2 separate regions of the Mus musculus genome follow, and region 2 is linked to region 1. The links are chromatin contacts, called in public HiCAR-type maps. All regions are on one chromosome and are shown on one strand. The core of a region is the stretch at or near the end of the contact, and the rest is flanking DNA. Distances in the headings are between cores, read along the strand shown.

The links. HiCAR-type assays count read pairs that join an accessible place to other places.
Region 2: a contact with region 1 is called in a HiCAR-type map of astrocytes, with 2.6 times the contacts expected there. The contact joins the promoter of Itch here to the enhancer-like site in region 1. A contact is called at or near these places in 4 of 39 promoter capture datasets (HPC-7-derived erythroid cells, cranial neural crest, frontonasal cranial neural crest and 1 more), 1 of 115 datasets of contacts at active chromatin or transcription factors (astrocytes) and 1 of 9 other capture datasets (pancreatic islet).

What each region holds. Positions count from the first base shown.
Region 1 is chr2:154,938,406-154,946,271 of GRCm38.p6, forward strand. No RefSeq gene overlaps it. Among named protein-coding and RNA genes, the nearest start is that of Eif2s2, 49 kb to the left of the region's middle. Within about 2 kb of position 4,621, at least 27 of the 459 cell types and tissues checked have an H3K27ac peak or open chromatin away from gene starts, as enhancers often do.
Region 2 is chr2:155,130,079-155,137,944 of GRCm38.p6, forward strand. It overlaps Itch (itchy, E3 ubiquitin protein ligase), which reads left to right and starts at 3,403. Exons shown (of 25, transcript NM_008395.3): 1 at 3,403-3,507.

The DNA of each region.
Region 1 (7,866 bases), core at 3,371-5,870:
ACCTATTCTATCAGACCCTAATCTTCTACTCCATCTCAGTTTGACTCCCTGGTGGACTCAGCGGTCAGATACATACATCTATGGAGGCCATTCTTATTCAAACCACCACAATGTGTGGGAGAAAGTGTTCTTTTAGGCATCACTGTGGGGACATTATGACAGCAGGAGCTGGTGACAGCTGGTGACATCATGTCCACAGTGAAGAGCAGAATGATCAATGCATGCATGTGTGTGCACCTGCTTGCTTGCATGTTCTCAGCATGACCTCCCCACTCTTACACAGATCAGAACTTTGCCTAGGAGACGTACGGGGCCCTCGTATGTGGCTTCCACATTCACTAGCTTAATTAAGACAGTGACCTCAGGTCAACCTAATGGAGCTAATCCCTCACTGAGACTCTTTTTTTTTTGGGTGATTCTAAGTTGAGCCAAATTGACAATCAAAGCTAAGCATCTTGCCTTAGGGGAGCAGATTAGAGGAGAGGCCTGTGAAATCAGCCGTTAGCTCTTGAGATGATGAAGCCTCAAGCCTTATGAGAGCTATGCTTGTATCACTATGATAAATTAATTAATTAAAGGGAAGAATTCCTTCCTTTGGCTCAGGGTTTCGGAGGGTTCCTAGTCCTTATCTCCACTGTTCTGGCCTCATGGGGAAACAGAACACCACTGTAGCAGGAGCAGAGAGAGAGAGAGAGAGAGAGAGAGAGAGAGAGAGAGAGAGAGAGAGAGAGAGAGAGAGAGGCAGGGAAAGAAGATGCTGGCAGCAGGCACAATCTTCAGAGGACTTAGGACTCACATTTGTCAAATGGATCTCACTAACTTAAGGACTAGGACTTTCAAAGTAAGCCCCTGCCAAGGACCAAGCATTCAACTCATTAGCCTGCGTGGGATGGTTCATGTTCAAAACTGATAATGTTTCCAAAACCAAACAGTAGGAGCCAAGGGAGAATTTATCCTGAAAGTCTGAGTGGCTAAGATCTGGAAACACAATTTAGGTTACCCAGCTCCTCCCCACCACCACCACCAATATTACAATAAGGTTACAACTTCATGAAGTTTTTTTTTTTAATTTATTCATGAAGTTTTTAATAGGAGCAAACTAGAGCAAGTTATAAGAAGACAATTTTTAAAAAACATTGGTGGAAACAGCAGGCAAAGGTGACGGCAAAGCTTCAACTCCTGTGCCCTGAGCAGCAGATGGTTTCTGAGGACATTCTTCGCTTTTGAGTTGGTAGAACCTAAGAGTCGGTTGGTACAGTTCAAAAGGATTTATCCAATAGTCACGTGGATGTTCGATCACACACAGAGATGGGCAATGTACGGATGAAGTGTTTGGCTCTGGACTCAGAACATTCCAACCCCTCCAATGTCACTGAAGTTCCAATCAGTCGATCAGAACGTTCAAGGTAAACGTGACCTCTTCCCAGGAACTTAAAGTTCACAGTTCCGTTGTCATCTAAGCATCACATTTTGCCCACATGGAGACTAAACATTATCTCATGTCTCAACGTTGCTAGGACTGTTCGTTCGCAGGATCTGATAAAGATGAAGCTGGGTGGGTAGGAAATCAGTCTTTAGGAACAAAAGCATTGCCTAGTCTTCGGTGTGAGCATGGGGTCATGGGTCTTTCCCCATGAATGCTGCCTGTTACACGGAGCCGATGATGCAGATGGGAACAGAGAGGTCGCTGGAGCCCTGGCATGCTGTACCCTCTCCAACTTGCCTAAAGACAACCTCTACTTCTGTATCAGTAACGATGGGAACTCCCAAGTTCTAACATAAGTGCTGGTATGTAAAGTCCCCAGGCAGAGATGTTCAATGGGTAAGAGTGCTTTCAATACTTGAAATGTATTCTACACAGTAGAAAGGCAGGTTAAGGAGGCTGTCAGAATGAGACACGGGGCTTGTCAATTTATTAGAGAAAAAGGCATTGTTGGGGTGCATCTGACCAGGAAGATGTAGGGAGCCTGACGTTTCAGAGAACAGTCAGCTTCATTCTTCAGCCCTTATTGTTTGAACCTTCTACTAGTCTGGACCTGAGGAGAATCTGACTGGCCTAGGAGTCCAGTAGGAATCTAAGGGCAGGGAGTCTGTGGGTAGAAGGCCTGCACCTTCCTAAGTACAGGCATGCCAGGATCTTCACTCCAAAGAGCTTGTCCCCTGGCTGGCCCTCCTTCCTCATAGTTTTCAGGCCCTGTGATCTTTACTGTAAAGCGAACCATCTGGCTTCGATATGGGCTCCTGACTTACTTAAAGCTTTTCATGTCTCCAGCACCAGGAAGCTCTCTAGCCCCTTTATGTAAGCACTTGGGCATCTAAGATGACTCTCTCGCCATCTGGGCATAAGAGCCCACTGGACAACAATGTAGAATAGAGAATAATAAGAATCCATGTGGGGGGGCTGGTGAGATGGCTCAGTGGGTTAGAGCACCCGACTGCTCTTCCGAAGGTCCAGAGTTCAAATCCCAGCAACCACATGGTGGCTCACAACCATCCGTAACAAGATCTGACTCCCTCTTCTGGAGTGTCTGAAGACAGCTACAGTGTACTTACATATAATAAATAAATAAATCTTTAAAAAAAAAAAAAAAAAAAAAAAAAAAAAAAGAATCCATGTGGGAAGATAAGTCTGGGATTCACAGAGGTGGAGCCCAGGCTCAGTCGCCTGTGAGTGTCAAAACAGGGGACTAGGTCCCCCAACCCATGCTACAGTTGGATGTCCATCTGAATCTTTGGCTCTTTCCTAAAGAGAGCAGAACCCAGAACTTCTTGAAGAAATCAAGGAAGGAGGTCTTATCTTAATAAGAGACCACACAAAGGAAGATTCAACCCCATAAGTTGGCACTCCAGTCACCAAGATCAGATGAAGGGATCAGGTATGTGTCAGATGATCAACAAGATTCACTGAGAGGAAATTGGATGGAGTGGTGAGGAGGTGAAGGCTAGGGGGAACTGGTCACTTCCCAGAAGGGATCAAAGCCACTAAGGGCTCTCTGAAGGGATGCCAGCAAGCTAAGGAAAATGTGCAAGCCCTCTCCTTATGTAGCTGCATGCTTCACAACTTTTCCATCACTTGTTCCTGTTCAGGACCAGTGTGGCTGCTCACCCTCTGCATGAAAGGCTTTCTTAGCACATACCCCCATGGCTGGACTCTTCCCTCTGAGATTCTATTGTTCTTTGTACCACGTGACCCCCTTTCCTTCCTAGAATCCCTAGTCATTGAAATCCCCTTTGTTTACCTATCTTGGTCTCCTGTTCCCCCTGCAGTCTAAGTGCTAGGAAAGTGTCCTTTGCTGCTGCCTACCCAGTGCCTACAACATCACCCACAGAGCAGCAGGTTGATAAAAGTCACAAATGAGCAGGCAGCCAGGCCTAGGAAAGTTGGCCCTAGACAGCCAGATGAAATCGTAATGGGATGCAGATGGCCAGGAGGACTATAAATGATAAGAGAGGAAATTGGGAGCAGTTACCTAAATCTCCTGGGAAGTGGAAATAGAAAGTGAAAATAAAAGAATAACCACATTTTGCCTGATGTCTTCCAGCTTTGATCATATCCAGCAGGGTTGAACACCGGGCTCCTATGTGCTCAGTGTTAGGCTGAGCTACCGCTAACGAGATAGCCTTAAGATAATGAGGCAAAGCAACCTCAGCACGGCCTCTTGGCTGAGTGTTTAAAGCCCACACTGAGTTCACCATCTAACAGGAAAACACAGCTAAAGCCCGGCTACGTGAAAATGGGGAAGGAACCACAAGGTTGTGTATGAACTCCAAGGGGAAGGAAAGAGTCGGGGGAAACTATGGGAGAGACTGGGGGAGGAGGTGGGGTGAGTCCAGGCTGGCCTTGAACTTCTGATCTTTCTTCCTCTGTCTCCCAGTTGCTAGAGCTACAGGTACGTACCACTGTGCTCGGCTCTAGGACGTTTCATTTAGGACATAAAGATAGATAAAGAATTCATCAGGCAGAGAGACAGAAAATGTATTTCAGATGAGGTGACCATGTGAGAAAAGGGTATGGAAGCTTAGAGTACTCCCTATGCTCAGAGGACAGCAAGCAACCATCCCAGAAACAGGGCACGGGATCAATCAACAGATTTTTAAAAAAAATCACCCCAGGGTGTTAGAGCTGGAAGCTGATTTTGACTGAGGGAAAAGGGACTCTTGAGGTTAGCGAAGAGAGAGCTTCCTGAGCGGGGCTTGAGATGGTGATAAAGAGAGGTGAGTCCTTGTGAGGCCAAGTCTGACTGCAGCCCTTTCACTGATGCCTAGGGCCACATTGTTTTGAATGGGGCGCCTGTGTGCTCAGAGGGGCGGGCACAGACACTGCTGATTCCCAGCCTCCGCCCCAGGCATTCATCAGGCAAAGACGCCAACCTAGAGTAGAGGCCTGATATAACCACTGGGAGCAACGCACCAAGGACAGCAGGCACCGGTTGAGCAATCGATGTCTTTTCCTAAATAGCTAAAAGCTCCTAAAAGCGGGGAGGGGGTATTTCTTCCATCCATCGTTCATGGAGAGCCAGGAGCTAAGAAAGAACTAAGAAAATGGGACGTCTCCACAACCTGCACTTGTTAACAGTATTTAAGACCAGCCTGTGCTCTTTAAATCAGATGTTTGTTGGCTCAAAGATGCCTCCAGTCTTATTTAACTCTGCCTCGTGGAAATTGGAACCTGGACATTTCCGGGATGTACACAAGTGGGTGTGTTATGTGAATGAGTGTCACCCCAGGCCCCAGATCCCCGTTCCTCCCTAACCAATTCAGTGGGAACCTGAAATAAGGATGAACTCAGACGAGGACCTGAAGAGAAAGGAAAGGAAACTACTGGGCAGAACCAACTCTGAAATGGGCCTCAAACTCGGCGGCTGCAAAACCTATCCGCGAGACTGCACTGCCCCCAGGCGGCCACAGCGCTCTGCTCCGGAGACTTCCTGATGGATCTCATCACAGACTCAGTAGAGGGAAGACAAGAGGAAAGACCTTGTATATTTGTTTCTGGGCTCAAGCTGTTACCTGTTATCAGTTATTTTCCTCCATCTCCTCCCCGCTTTCCTTATTCCTTCTTTTTCCCCTTCCTTCCCCAGGAGTCAGCGTTCCTCCGGTTGTCCGGCTTGGTGGCAAACACCCGCACCCATCATACACCTCATTACTACTCAATGGTTTTCCTATTCATTTTCTCCATTTGTCTCTTTCTTTTCTTTTCTTCTTTTCCTTCTCCTCCTCCTCCTTCTTTTTACAAAGTGTTAACACAGAGATGCACTTTAAATCTGAGCACCCCTATGATGGGGTGAAACAACATAATGGGAACAATTCTATCCATTTTCTTAAGTGTGTGTGTATGTGATGCATATGAATGTATGCAGGTGTGTCTGCACATACATGTGGATGTGTACAGAAGCCAGAGGTAAATTTGAGATATTTTCTTCTATCATTACCCATATTATTTTTTGAGGCCTGGTCTCTCATTGAACCTGGCATTGCCACTTCAACCGGCAAGCTCTTAGGGTCTGCCTGTCTCCTCCAACCCTGCTCTGCTGTGGCTACAGATGTTCACAGCTGCTGTACTTGACTTACTACGTGGGTCCTGGACATCCAAGCTCAGGTCCTCATGCTTCTCCAGCGGGCAACCCTCTGAGCCAAGGAGAGAGGGGATAGGTTCCTGGGTAAGAGCAGAGCTGCAGTGTGTCTATGGTCTATGGGTTAGAAAGGTTGTTGGGGGAACAGCAGAGCTGACAGGAGCCCTTCAGGGGGCTCAGCTCCTGCTCTGCCTGACTTTACAAGTCCTGAAGACAGCAGTTCAAAAGCCCCCACCGAGGAAGGGCTGGGAAGAAAGTTATCAGTTTCAGACTCCAAAATAATCTAGCACGAATAGCTGCCCTTCCTGAGTCCTGGGGGCTGATGGGAGGCATCAGGTCCCCTGGTCCTGGGAGAACATCTGAGGGACAGCATGGCACATGGCAGGAAAGAAAGATAAATGCTGCAAGGTGACGCCCATTCTCGTAGTAGAGTTCTCACTTTCTCTAGCTTCCTAGTCTCACGTCAGTCACCTATGATACCGCAATTTCTCTGTGTTTTATAATATTCTGCTTATCCCCAGGCTTTCTTGGATCCCTCATATTTTTCATTTGTGGATTCCCTAGGGTTTGCCCCATACTCAGAGAAACAGATAGATGGCTATGTAACCAGGTTAAAGTTACCAGAGGGAGAAGGTGTTGCAGGAAAATCTTGCACCTGCCCCTTACTGATTGAAAGAGCAAGTGTAAGTTATTGTGGGTTTTTTTTTTTTTTTAAACACACACAAAAACCAACTTCCTACGCCGGGCAGCGGTGGTGTACGCCTTTAATCCCAGCATTTAGGAGGCAGAGGCAGGCGGATTTCTGAGTTCAAGGCCAGCCTGGTCTACAAAGTGAGTTCAAGGACAGCCAGGGCTATCCAGAGAAAACTGGCCTTGAAAAACAAAAACAAAAACAATCCAAAACAGACAAACAAAACACCTTCCCTAGGGGCAGGGAGACGGCTCAGTTAGTAAGGCGCATGCCAAGCACAGAGGGTCTGGGCGTGACCCTCAGTGCCCTTGTGAAACAGGCTGGGTCTGTTATCCCAGAGTCAAGGAGGCAGAAACAGGAAGGTGCCTGGGATTCTCCGGCCAGTCAGTCCAGCCGATTCGCAAGCTCTAAGTTCAGTGAGGGACTCTAGATACAAACAAGGAACAACAACAACAACCAAAAAGGTGATGCATGATTAAAAAAGACACCCAGTATGGACCTCCAACCTACACAGACATACATACTTGTGCAACTGTGTGGGCACACAAACACGTATGTAGAAAACCCAAACCAAAGCCCCCTGCCCTGGTTCATTTTCTCACCTAAAAAATGTCTCATAGGTTGTTGTACTAGAGGACACTTCTAGTTCTCAATAAGTCAGGCTTTATCATTATAGTAGGTTTATCCTCTATGATAACTCCCCTTACTTATCTTTAAAAAAAACAATTCCACCATTAAAAGAATCTCATTAGGTTCAAGATTTAAAAAGCCCTGTTCATTGTAATCTCTTTAGGGAGAGGTTTGTTCCACATCCCTTATTACTGCCATGATCCTGAATCAGTTCAGGTCGAACAGGGAAGGAATTGGTGACAAGGACTCACTCTGTGTGGGTGGGAGCTGGGGGAAGGAAATGTTTACCAAACTCTGGCAGGAGGATTTCAATCACATCTCTGTCATCATCGTCGTCTATTTGATCTGTTCAGAGGACAACTTTAGGGAGTTGGTTCTCATCTACCACTGTGTTGAGGTAGCTAGCCTGCTTCATACTCCAGGCTAGCTCACCCAAGAATTTCTGGTTAGGGGCTGGCAAGATGGCTCAGTGGGTAAGTGTACTGACTGCTCTTCCGAAGGTCCTGAGTTCAAATCCCAGCAACCACATGGTGGCTCATAACCATCTGTAATGAGATCTGATGCCCTCTTCTGGTGTCTGAAGACAGCTACAGTGTACTTAATAAATAAATATTTGGACCTGAGAGAGTGGGGCTGACCAGAGCAAATAGGGTTGGCCGGAGCAATCAGAGGTCCTAAAAATTCAATTCCCAACAACCACATGAAGGCTCACAACCATCTGTACAGCTGCAGTGTACTCATATACATAAAATAAAATAAATAAACCTTAAAAAGAAAGAAAAAAAGAACAGAACTTCGGGTTGATTTTTTTGTCTCATCTCCTGTCTCACAGTAGAAGTGCTGGGATGGCAGATGTGCCCACCACATCTGGCCTTTTATTTTTACATCTGTGTGTGTGTGTGCGTGTGTAGGTGGTTATGTATGTGCTCTCAAGCTATGGAACACTGTGGAGGTCAGAGTACTTCTCCTTCC
Region 2 (7,866 bases), core at 2,153-4,652, 190 kb after region 1:
CTTATTCTAGATTCTCAAGAAAAAATTTCAACTTAGGTGATTAAGGTGTTAATTGTTAAGTCGTCTTAGTTTAGATTTAGAACCCTGACCTTCATATAATATCGGAATGTGTACAGCCATTCCATGTCCTTGGATTCGGGGCATCAGATAACACAAAACACGTAAGTTGGTATGATGTTGAGCTTGGAGAGAGGTAATATGTTTGTTACTTGTTCTAGGTTTGCCCATCACCATCCTCACCCTCCAGTGTTTTCTTTTTTGGGGGGTGGGGTTTCGAGACAGAGTTTCTCTGTATAGCCCTGGCTGTCCTGGAATTCACTTTGTAGACCAGGCTGGCCTTGAACTCAGAAATCTGCCTGCCTCTGCCTCCTGAGGGCTGGGATTAAAGGCGTGCACCACCACGTCCGGCTTCAGTGTTTTCATTTCTTATAAAAGCCCTTCATTGGGCTGGAGAGATAGCTTATTAGTAGGTAGAGTGCTTACTGCACAAATATAAAGTTGTGATTACCAGTATCCATGTCAAAAGCTGGGCTTGGTGACACATACCTGTGATCCCAGTACTGGAAAGTGGGAAAGAGGAGGACCCCTGGAGTGTGCCGGCCAGCCAGTCTAGCTGAATTGGTGACCTCCTGGCTTAGTAAGCCACTCTATCTCAGAAAATAGTGATTGAAGAAGACACTTAGATTCTACCTCTGCCCTCTGAAATCCCTCAACCCCAGAGACAAAAACACACAGAGACACACAAATACACACACAAACACATACACTGAGCCACACAGATATACAGATAAACGCACACGCACATACACACAAACTTTGTGACCTCAAGTTTCCTGAGATGAACCTTGGAGGCACTGGGCTCCACCTCCTCAGGATGTCAGTCTCTGAATAAACGTGGTTTCCTTCTCATCATTTTCCTCTAGAAAAGGGCTGACATTCAGTGACAAGCAGTTGGACATTGGTTCAGTAACAGTGAGTTGTTGGGAGAAGGACTGAATTTTAAAAATCCATATTTCTCTGAAGTCCACATTGTTAATTCTTGCTAGTTCCTGCCTTGCAGGTCAGAGATGATTCCCCCATTGACACTGGCAGAAGGCTAAGGCAGTATATAGTTCAGTAGGTCACAAAATGTGATTCCTGGGTGTCAGCATCACTGGGAAAATGCCCATTCTTGGCTTCATCTAGAACTTTCTAAACTTCTAGGGGTTAGGTCCATCTTAGGGACATAGCACATGTATAGTATATACAAATCCAACATTAAATCCCCAGAACAATAATTTTTTAAAAAGATTTTCTTGGGAGAAGTTTGGAGTATAGCTTTTAACTTTCATCACGTTAGTTTTACCTACTATCATAGAAGTTTTCAATTGAGCTGGGCAGTGGTGGCGCACGCCTTTAGTGCCAGCACTTGGGAGGTAGAAACAGGCGGATTTCTGAATTCGAGAGGCCAGCCTGGTCTATAAAGTGAGTTCCAGGACATCCAGGGCTTCACAGAGAAACCCTGTCTCAAAAAAACCAAAACCAAAACAAACCCAAAAAAGGAGAAGTTTTAAATTATGGGGCTTGGCCAACCAATCTACAAACCTGACTACTTGGGTTCCACCCCTGCCTGATACCTGGATCCCACAGTGGGAGCCGAGAACCAGTTCCTAGAAGTTGTCCTCTGACCTCCACACTTATAAAAATAAATAAAATAGAAATGCAAAACCCATGTAGGCAAGCTGAGTGTGGTAATTCATGCTTGTAATCTCATTACTGGGAAGGTTGAGCGTGAAGCATCCTGAGCATGAGGCCAGTCTGAGTTAGTTAGTGAGAATTTGTCCCCTAAATAAAGAAAAAACTGTAGATAAAGATTATCTGGAACTAGATGACTTGGCTTGGAACCTTGGTTTCTGTGTTAGTGATCTTGGGCCAATTAATAATTTCCTTTATATTCAGTTGTTTTCTGTACAAAATAATAAAGTAACAAAATATATTTATAATATTTGTTAAAATATCTTATAGTATGCCCAGTGACAAGAATCATCTGGGATGCTAGTTTAAAAAACAAAACAAAACGAAACAAGAAACCAACCCAGATTCTCCTAGAGCACACCACTCTCTCAATATTGGGGATAAAATCTTGGGCCTCATCAATGCTATGTAAGTATCTACTAGTGAGTTACATCTTGAGCCAACTCTTACAGCTTAATCCCTAATGTGGCAAACATTGGCTGGAAGTGCAGAAGAACTTTTAAATACTTAAACACACCAAACCAAAACTAAAAAACAAAAACAAAATCCCAAAAACCCAAACCCAGGGTTTCACCACGTAACCTCGGTTGGTCTAGAACTCTCAAGATATTTGGACATGGCTAGCCTTGAACCCACAGAGATCCATTTGTCTCTGTCTTCTAATGGAACCTGAAGCTTGCTGTGTGGTCTAGGGCGTTGACTAGGGAGCTCCTATGTCTGCCCACCACTGTTAGGGGTCCGTTGGTGCCAGCTTTTATATGAATGCTGGGGTTTCAAACATCCTTGTGCTTGCATGGCAAGAGCCTTTACCCACTGAACCATCCTCCCAACTCAGAATCTTTTTTGTTTAATAAACTCAGCACATAATTCATAATATGGTAGTTTCAAAGGTATTTCGAAAAGTTTAAGTGACTTTCTAGATAGTTTCCTTACGAGGAAACAGGATAAACAATAATAGCAAAGTTTGCTAATTATCACGTGCCTCTATTATTACCACTGCACAGCCTATTAATTCGGTAGGATTAGATGTGTTTTGCCTGGGTTAAGAAGTTTAATTTAAGCATCTGAAAAGGTAACCAATGGCATCTTTCACATAGTTTTGTTGTAAACGTTTAGAAGTATGCTTTTCAGTTTTTATAACTCATGCCGCCTTGGCGCTGTCAAGCTGTCACCCTCCTAAGAACTTCCTGTCAAAAGGTGGAGAAAGGAGAATTTGAACCCAAACAGTGTAACTCCAGAAGGATAGAACCGGCACAGTGCTTCATAAATTGTGATTCCTGCTGTTAGGAGTATCAGGAGAGAACTTGATAAAAATGCAGATTATAAAGCAACCCCTATTCCATCCCAGATCTACTGAGTCAGAAACTGGCGGTGGAGCTCAGCAGTCTGTTTTTAAAAGCTGTTCAAGTGATTCTGAGACACGCTAGCATTTGGTAACAGTCTTTAGAGGTCCTGGCGGGGAAGAAGGGGTCAAAAGGAAGGAACGAAAGAAGAAAGGAAAGAAGGGAGAAAGGAAAGGAGAAAGGAAGGAAGAAAAGAAAAAAGCCTTGGAGATGTAGAGAGCAAGGCTTAGTGTCCACTTCACCTGGAGGTGAGGAAAAATGATTTAGGAGGCTGGCGCGCAAGGCCTGCTGGGGCCTGTAGTCCGGACTGCGCCGAGGAGGCCGCGCCTGCGCACTAGGTGTGAAGTAGCTCTAGTCGCTGTAGTCGGGGCTCGGGACCGGCTGCCATCTTAGCGGAGGGACTGAGGAGTCGTCGCCGCCCCGAGTCCCGGTAAACACGCGCAGGCAGACTGGGGTCATTTCTGTGGCTTGGAGGGAGTTTGGATGAAAAGGCATGGGGAATGCGAAGGGTAGAGGAGTGTGGCGCTCGAGTCTGGACCTAGAGCCGGGGCTGCTCTTCCCGCAGCCGGTGTCCGTGGGGGGCGCCCGGAGAGCCGGCTGGTGGCCCGAGCCGAGTGGCGGGTGGGTCAGCAGGTCGAGCCGAACTGCTAGTGCTTGGCCTAGGCGTCCGGAGCCTGTAGGCCCGCGAGCCCCAAGTTGGGAGAGAGCCGAGCCGCGGCGGACGTGGGCAGGGTCCAGCCCCGCGCCCCGCTGCCGCGCCCGGGGGTTCCTCTCCCGCGGCCCGGCCTACGCGCGGGGCCCGGTGGCAGCGGCCCGCCCGCGCGACGTGGCCCTTTGAGGGGCGGCGGCCGGGCCCACCTGCCACCTGGCAGGCTCCCCCCGAGACTTTTCCAAGCTCCCACTCGCAGAGGACCTTCCCCAGTGACTGCTTCCCCTTCTGTCTTGTACTTCCCTCCTCCCTCCATTGTCCCCACTCATGGTGGTCCCGGCCCAGGCCGGCGCCACCGACTTTTGCAGACGTGGAGCTGTCACAGCCCTTTCTACCGAGAGCGTACTTTTCTTGAGCAAAGAAAAAAGTAGAGGTGAGCGCATTTGAAAGGTGGAAGCCCAATGAGGGCAGGACTTTTAAATAGAAGACTTGAGTTTTGAGACATAGTTCCCGGCTGCAACTTCAAGAGAGAAAAAAAATATATAAGGGTCAGTGCACCCGAAGTAGGCATTGGGCCTAAAGTTAGAGATGTGACCAGGTGACTTGCAAAGTACCCCAAATTCACAGTTCCCCACTCGCTTGTTTTCTTGGCTGTGTTAGAATCCTAATCCTGTTGAGACTTCTGTTCCTCTTTAAGCTGCAGTGAACTTGTTCTAAAGGGGGCAGTGGGGAGAAGAGGGAGGTTTTCTTCTTCACAGTTGACAGAACACCATCTAGCCACCCATCATCATTCTCTTAAGTGGGTGGTTCTCCTGTATCCTTATCTTAAGAAAGTAGGTAAAGGCTGTGTATGTTCACTCCCAGGATTGGCAGAGGGCTTGGTTCTCATCTGAAATAAAGTCTTTTGGGGGCAAGTTTGAGATTCAGCCTTGTGTATCACAGGGTTACCTAAGGCTTAATTTTGCAGGTTTAAAAAAGATTGAAATTTTCTTTTGAACAGTGAATATACTTTGTATGTGTGAGTTCAGGAATTCAAACTTCAGATGTCAACAAGGATATATATACTATGAATCCAAAAGCAAGTGCCTAATACTTTTTACTGTATTCTAGAGTAAATTCTACATTCTTTAAAACAAACAAACAAACAAACAAAACAACAACAAAGATTTACTTAAGAGACAGACTGATCCATGGTCCCAAGGTTTGGCCATTAGTGTAATTACAAGAGCTTTTAATTTTTTTGTTTTTGTTTTGAGACATGATTTGCTCTGTATCGCTGACTGGACTAGAACACACTGTGTGTAAACCTAGGCTGGCATCAAACGTCATTCTGTCTTCCTGCCTCTCCCTCCCAAGTGCTGGGATTATAGGTGCTTAACCAACAGAGTGGGCTCGGGAGAAGTTTTGAGATTTGTTTATTTGTGTGTGTGTATGTGTGCATGCGCACACCATGACTTGAGTTGGAAGTCAAGAGTGTTTCCTCTTTCCTGTGTGTTCTAGGGTTCACACTCAGGTCATCAGGCTTGCATAGCAAGTGACTTTCCTTGCTGAGCTATTTTGCTGGACCAGGAGAGATTTTTGAAAGTAGAGTTTTCAGCTCAGTTGGTAGAGTGCTTGTTTACCACACACAAGGCCCAAGTTTATTTAGCTCTCAGAAGCATTGGGAGGTGAGGCCGCCTGAAGTACTTGAGACCCTTTTTAAAAAAGTAGATGCTCTCAGGTCTCAGTTTTGAGATAGAATAGTGGGTCTGGATTGGCTTCTATAACTTTACTTACAGATGGGCTGTAGGTAGTTGGGATGGTTTTGGGAACACTGAGGCAAATCATAGTATGGTTATAACAAAGACAGCACAAAAAGCTTTGAGATGGGGGAGGAAGTGGAAGTGGCCTGTGTGGGATTGTTGAGGGAAGTGGCAAGACCTATGTATGAAGGTCAACATGGTTAGTTCCAGGCCATCACAGCTACCTAGTGGGTCCTGGCTCAAAAAAGGGTTAGTCTATGGACCCGAGGTTCTAGAGCAGTGGTTCTCAAGCTGGGTTTTGGCCCCTTTGGCAAGCCTCTAGCTCCAAAAATATTTACATTGTAATTCATAACAGTAGCAAAATTACAATTATGAAGAAGCAGCAAAAAATAATGTTATGGTTGGAGCTGGTAAGCCCCATGAGGGACTGTACAGCATGAGGAACTGTATTAAAGGGTCACAGCCTTAGGAGGGTTGAGAAGCAGTGGGTTAGAGGATGAGTAGGAATGGGGCAGAGGTGAAGAAAGGGAAGGAAATACCTTACTACCTCGAGGCGTGTGTCAGTTAGGAAGGTGGGAGAAAAGGAGCGCAGGGTGTGGGATGCAGGGGCCTCAGGACCAGGAGGGCAAAAGGACCTGTTCTGGAAAAGCTCTGCGTACAGTGCTAATGCTCGTGAATTTGATGTCGTGAGAGATCAAGGCTTGGGGAAAGGAAGTGGTCTAAGTTGGTGTTTATTTAAAAAAAAAATGGCTCTGATGATAAAAGTGAAAGGGCCAGAGTGACTGTGGCAGAAGTGTCCCTTGTAAGTGACAGGCTGGCCTTGGCTGGGTGTTTCATTTGGCTGAAATAATAAAGTTGCTGTGTCTGTTTTAGGGCTAGTCTGATTGAAGGCTACCTTTTCTCTTAGGATGTGTTCATTAGCATCTTTGAGAAATTAGAATCAGATTAGATGCAATTTGGAAGAGAACTTGAGTTTTGGACTATAATTGATTATTATCAGCACATCAAGCCATGCTTTGTCAATGTGTTTTCCAGTCACAGAGACTTGGTGCTTGAGCTTTATATTTGGAAGAGACTGTCTGTTTTACAGTAGCAAGTATGTTTTAGGTTGTAGGTCAGCTTTGATTGGAAATAACTTCTGGAAGTACTGTTAGTGAGGATTCTGGCCATTGTGGCTTGTGCCTCTAATCCCAGCACTCAGGAATCTGAGTCAGAAGGATTGACAGCCTGGACTACATAGCGAACTCCAGGCCAGTCTGCTTCAATGTGAGGACCCTGTCCCCCTCCCCAAAAGTTGGTTCTGATTATGTTAGTTCACTGGGGAAGTACGTTATGACTGATGTGGTATCTCTAGTGAACAGTTATCTAGTAGGCAGTGTGTGTGTGTGTGTGCATGCACATGCCACGTATACACATATATACGACTTATACTATTCTTACACTGGCCCAATCTCTTAGCTTTCTGTTTTTGTTTTTGACGACAGGGTCTCAGTATACAAACCGGGCTGGTTTTGAATTCACAGAGATCCATCTGCCTGGCTTACATAGATAGATAGATAGATAGATAGATAGATAGATAGATAGATAGATAGATAGATAGTTAGTTCCAGGCCAGCCAGATACACACAATGAGATCTTGTTTCTAAAGGAGAAGAAGGAAGGAGAAGGAGAAGAGAAAAAGTAGAATTTTACCTAAACCTAGGTAAGAGTCAGAGCTAGACTAGAACCGAACGTTACAATTCTGTATTCTTCAGATTCCACAGTGAGTGGATGCTGCTACAAGCATCCGTGTCAGATGAGAAAAAACAAAGACTGCTTCTAGCCTATGGCTGTTTATTGTTTAGATAAGAGTTTAATGAAGCATTTAGCCTAGGTGTAAGCTTAGTTTATCCCTTTTGACTCAGGAAATTGAGTTGGTACTAATAGGAAGCTGCCGTCTGTCAGGTCTCTTTTCTTTCTTGTGCTTTACCTCTCATAGTTTGGGGGTTGGATCCATTGTAAGAACTAAGGCAAAAGTATTTAAGTTTGTTTTTTCTTGTTATATTTATAGTGCCTAGCCAAATTATGGGTTCATAATAAGCATTCAGTAAAGACATGCTAATTTTTATACTGTAAATGATACTGGTTTGGGGTCAATATAAATCAGTAAGGGACTCAGAGAATAGAATTGTAGCCTTCCATGCTTGAGAGGTTTGCCCTCGTCTGCAAATATTATTAGGTTGTAACTATTCTTCTGAATAACAACACTAGTCAGAAGCTGTCTGGGACCTGTCCTCTAGTCTGATAGTCAGTGCTGTTGGAAAGCAGCTGCCAGTTTAAGCTCTTTTGCAGCTTTTTAAAACTAGTAATACTCAGATACAGTCCTTAGGAGTGTCTGACTTGTGGCCTTTATAGAGAG